Regions from separate parts of the Arachis hypogaea genome. Here region 1 is linked to region 2. Evidence: chromatin contacts called from public Hi-C data. All regions are on one chromosome and are shown on one strand. Each heading gives the region's core, a stretch centred on a gene start, on an enhancer-like site or on the middle of the called end of the contact. The rest is flanking DNA. Distances are from core to core; before and after follow the strand shown. Region 1 has its middle 7.7 kb from the start of LOC112706116. Region 2 holds the start of LOC112706113 (small ribosomal subunit protein uS13c).

What was found. Hi-C and Micro-C count contacts between places; a contact is called where the count stands out from the background.
Region 1: a Hi-C map of an unstated tissue shows a contact between it and region 2, with 8 times the contacts expected there. The contact joins the enhancer-like site here to the promoter of LOC112706113 in region 2. A contact is called at or near these places in 5 of 8 Hi-C or Micro-C datasets (leaf and an unstated tissue).

Annotation. Positions count from the first base shown.
Region 1 is chr8:11,708,513-11,711,212 of arahy.Tifrunner.gnm2.J5K5, reverse strand. No RefSeq gene overlaps it. Among protein-coding and RNA genes, the nearest start is that of LOC112706116, 7.7 kb to the left of the region's middle. Within about 2 kb of position 1,397, at least 3 of the 3 cell types and tissues checked have open chromatin away from gene starts, as enhancers often do.
Region 2 is chr8:11,663,546-11,666,245 of arahy.Tifrunner.gnm2.J5K5, reverse strand. LOC112706113 (small ribosomal subunit protein uS13c) reads left to right here and starts at 1,366. Exons shown (of 3, transcript XM_025757241.3): 1 at 1,366-1,613; 2 at 1,683-1,907; 3 at 1,988-2,365. The coding sequence starts at 1,509. The coding sequence ends at 2,149.

The DNA of each region.
Region 1 (2,700 bases), core at 148-2,647, 45 kb before region 2:
GTGTTGTGAACTATACCGGTTTTCAAGACCGAGGCTATCAACCATTCAGTCATCTCTCCAACTAAAAAGTCAATTTCTATTTTATCTTTATTCTACTTAATAGAACATAACTATATGAATTAATATAGTTAGTATTGGTCGATGATCAATGGCATAGATATCCGGTGTGAATCAATTGGTCACTTTTAATTTTTTTAAATATTATAGAAGATGCATGATCCAACATGTTTTTTTCTAAAATAAAAATAAACCTTCGTTCCATGCAAAAAATAAAGGTATTCGTTCCGTAACAGATCTCTTACAAGATCAATTTGAATTGGCTCTGGTTCGTTTAGAAAATATGGCTAGAGAAACGATATGTGGAGCAACAAACTATTCGGATTGATTGATAATATTAGTTTATCAAAACAAAAAATAGAAGAGAGAAAAAAGAAGTTAATAACCTTGTTTTTTATTTGTAACTGAATGGGGTGATCGAATCTTTTTGGAGTGTGTAAGTGCATGGTTTCGAAGCTGTCAAGAGTGAGCGAGAAGCTGCGCACGACGATCATAGCCGAGTGTGGAATTTGGCTTTGTTTTGATGAAACCATGTGATTGTTTCCTTGTTGAACGAGGTTTCACTAATTCTTTGTACACTGTTATTATTACAACCCTACTTGTATTTTTGTCTTGGGTAGTCTATTTCTGTTTCTTCTTTTCTATGATTTGTTTTGACGCCGTCATTATGATGGATTTGGTTTTTGTTCCTCAGAAAACTATCAACATTATTCGATGGACAAACGAGGGAAATAAAAACATCACCGCTTTTGAGATAAGGAAGCAAATAGAAGTTAATGATATTGATTTTAGAATGTGATGCTGTATTCGGAATATACTAAGCAAATGTAGATAGAATCTCTTTATATTAAGAAAATGTATGTAAAATCTTCATTCTTGTATATCATAGAATGGCTAAGAAGGAAGCTAAAGCCATGGAGATTAAGGCCTTAAGACATTTGTAACAAATTAACAATGAATTTTGGTCCTTGTTTTTGGTCAACAAAAATCTTAGGAGTTAAGGTTTTTTGTTGTACTATCTTGGAATTAAATTGTACTACATAAAGTTGATCCTAAGATTTATTAGGTTTTTGCTTCTTTTTTTTTTAAGTCCTAATTTATTGCAGATTGAAGCTTAAAATAAGATCATTAATGTGTATTTTTTTTGGGCCTAAGCCCCATTGAAAAACAAGAGAAATAAAGATTGCAAAGTTTTTTATTTCATTTTTTTCTTCTCGGAACGTGGACACTGGCAATATTTTTGTCACTATTGTAGACCTTTTTTCTTTAGAATGTTCTAGCAATGTTTCTGCAGTTTTTCTATTGAGCTGGATAGTTATAACTCTTTGGTAAAGGTTGTACATTTTTTCGCGGAATAGAAGGTTGTAGCTCTTATATCCGTGATAAGTTTTTTAAATGGGTAAACCTTTTAAGCAGTGTACTTTTTCTTTGACCATGTGTTCTCTCAAGTCCAAAATAAGAAAAAAACTAATGAATAATGATGGAGTAATATATATGTAGATAAGTTAACCAATTTGAGTTGGTTTAGTGGTTAGTTTACTAGTCTATTTAAATAACTATCAGGAATTCGAATTTCATCTTGTGTATGCTGCCAGTAAACTTTTAAATAGAACTCCAATTTACGACGGATTAATTCTTAATCTGTCAGACTGAAAGATATTGTATACAACCAAAAAATTATATATATTCAAATAAATTGATTCATAAATGTAACAAAAATGTCAAAATGACCCAAAATAAAAAATGAACTGAGTAATGTTTGTTGGTGATTGATGTTGTTTTTTAACCTTTTTGGGTTTTTGGTTACCATGAGTTCCAAAAAATATTTTTACAATTTTGCTAGGGAGACCATAAGGAATCCGAATAATGTGAACAATAGGCTTCAACTTTAGTTCAATACAAAAAAAAGGTAACAAACATTCCCCAAATTACCTAAATAAAAAAATTCACCCAGTTATTTTAAATAATTAACCATCCCAAACTCTAATTTACCAACGCATTTCACCTAAACACCTTCTTCTCCCCAAACCATTTGCCACCCCACCCTCATCAATCATTCCACCTCACCGGCGTTAGAAACTCTCTCACTGACCATCATTGTCGCCCCCTATAGCCCCTCCCCTGCGCGTTTCTCTCTCCCTCGCCGACAGCCAACATCGCGGAGGGGCCCGTCATCCCCGTCGCGCGTCTCTCTCTCACTCGGCGGCATCCATCATCGCAGAGGGCAAGTTATCCCCGTCGCGTGTTTGTCTCTCCCTTGCTGGCAGCCAACATCGTAGAGGGCTCATCCTCTCTGTCATGCATCCGGCATGCCCCGCTCGTCTCTCTCTCCCGAGCTGGAAGCCAACATCAGGGTCATTTTCAACCACCGTCATCTTTCTCTTTTCATACCGTCATAATCCTTGCCGCTGATCTCGTCGGCCCCGTCGCTCTATGCCAGCCATCCCCATCCATCATCGAGCTCTCACCCGTCGGACACCAACCTTGCGACATCTGGAAAATTTGAGATAGATCTAAATCCAACAAACAATCATTCAGGTAGTTATTAAAAATGACCATCCGGCTATCTAATGAAATGAACATCTAGCAATTGCTAATTATATATACTTAAACTAACCATCCTAGTAAGAATTACAATAACCA
Region 2 (2,700 bases), core at 117-2,616:
TATCCTTGTACAACTCACTTAATGTACAGTGGAGTGGAACTAAAAAAATTCAATTCTCAGAGGCAGAACTACAAATATATATTCAACTTAATGGATCTAAAGGCTTGCATAAATAGGGCCTTGCATACTCTCAGCATGTGGCCTTCAAACACAATTAACTATAGTTTGTTAACAATTGAAGGCCCAATACACTTTTTAAAAAAATTCTAATACATTTTTTATTGGTCCAAAATTCAACACAAACTTCTCTTATTTATGAAATAAACCCCACGTCTAGGGGAATAAACCTATAAACCTATAAACAAGTTTCCTGGTAGCAAAGCAGGGAAATTTTTGCCACGCCACTAAAATTTGTGCTACGTGTTGACAATGGAAGTGTGACAGCACTGGGTGAATGCTTCACCTTATCCTACCAGGTGAAGGTTAAAACTCACCTAATCTCTATGCATTTATTTTTTGGTTTTTTGGACGGATCCGGGTCATGAGGACCTGTCCAGACCAAGACCTAAGCCCGAAAACAATGAAAAGGATTCCAACACTACCCACTCTAACAACGACGTTGAAACACTATTCCCTCCCCTACCCCTTTTCAAATAGATTAAACCTTTCGTCCAAAATATTTTACACCAAAGCAACGCGAAACACTCATGAGAGAGGGAACGACGACGATCTGCACGGCCGCCAAAGGTGATTACGGAGGAACTGATGCTGCGCCAAGCTGGGGAAAGCTATGGCACCGCCGAGGACTCCTTCCCTATCCTTAGCGGCGGACAGAACAGTGGAAGTATGTGTTCGCTGGGGGGAAGGGAAAGATCTCTGATCCCGCGCAACGCTCCAGTTTCCGTTGCCACCACCGATCGTCGCACCCACCAACTAATACCAATAGAGGAAGTATAGGGAGCCAATGGAGTATATGTACAATGTGTACAATGGGGTATATGGATGTTCGATTCAGTAGGATAGCAGATGTTTATTATCCATGGTACTTAGATGGTTATTCTAGATAGTATGTGTCTATTGTGTTTGAGAAATTAGTAGTATTTTATCTTGAATGTTTATTTTTTAACTCATATTGGGCCAAATAAATAGCTCAATATACACATTATACAAATATTCCATTGACTCTTAGCAGAATTCATACCAATAACATTAACCCCCTTATCTTCTTCTTCCCACTCCCCATTTTCCAAAACCAACCCAACCCCTCTCTTTTTTTTTCTTTCATTTTTCAGGAAAGAAAAAAAGAAAATAAGAATCTATCCATTCAAATCCCGTATGCTATACGATTAGGGTTTTCCATTCCCCAAAAATAGTTGGCCCAAGAAGCACAAGTCATAAGACAATTAGTTTGGCCCAATAGGCCTTAACTGAAAAAAGAAAATTGAATTTCGGATCCAAACATTCGGGTAAGGAAGAGATGGAAATAATTGGATAAAGATATGAGTAACTATCAAATATGAAGATGATTGGAGTTAGTAGCAGCAGAGAAAGAGAAGAACAACTCAAGCATGGCACAAACGCTAGCAATGCCCGTATCTCCCTCCCTCGCCCTAATCTCAAACCCTAAACCTCTTTCGAGAACCGTCTCCTTCCCCGTTCTCAACCCTCCCAAGGTAACATAAATCAAACTCCACCTACATTTTTTGAAATTTTTTTGTTTATCTTTAAATTTGTGTGTTCAGGTGAGAGGGTTAAGCATAGAGTGCGCTCGTGTTGGCGGAGTGGAAATTCCGAACAACAAGAGGATCGAGTTCTCGTTACAGTACATCCATGGAATCGGGAGAAGCAGAGCTCGCAAGATTCTCTGCGATATTAGCATGGACAACAAGGTCACTAAGGATCTCAGCGAAGAGGAACTCATCACTCTTAGGGATGAAGTCTCCAAATACGTCATTGAAGGCGATTTGGTTAGTTTCCTTTCGTTTAAGCAACTGCGTTAATTAAGAAGAAACGTTTAGGTTATTGATGTGTTTATTGATTTTATCAGAGGAGGTTTAATGCGTTGAATATAAGGAGACTGAAGGAGATTCAGTGCTACCGAGGAATAAGGCATATTCAGGGTCTTCCTTGCCGAGGACAACGTACAAAGAACAATTGCAGGACCTTGAAGGGTAAGAAGGTTGCTATTGCTGGCAAGAAGAAGAAGTGATCAATTCTGTGAGTACAATTTAATTCCTTGTAATTTCTTATTAGCAATGCTGCATTCTGTTTAATATGTGCTTATTTTGTAGAATACTTATTACTAGCTTATATACCTGATTTGCATGGGACAATCGAGTAATTTGAATGCATTCTTCAAAATGCAGTTTTACTATTGGAGTGTAATTGTGTAATCAATTATTTAATGCATCAGATTATTTGATAATAGGCATAGTGAGAAAGTAATTTTCCTTTTAGTATATTCAATGTTTTAGCAGCTGCTCGGTTAGTACATTTACAATTGTTTTCTCCCCTATGTTTCTGTTCTTAGGCTCATCTTGCAGCTTGATAGTAAATCTGAAAATAATGTAGTCTGTTAATGTTTGCACTAGAGAATTCAGAACATAAGAAATTCTTAACCATAGCTTTCTAAACTATGTCTTCTAAAGTTCCTTCTGTATACAACATGGTAACTCTTCATGATTTTCCAGCGGTATTTTCGAATCATTTCTATTCAATTCTAGACACTAGACACTTCGACAGTGCCCACGTACATGTCCA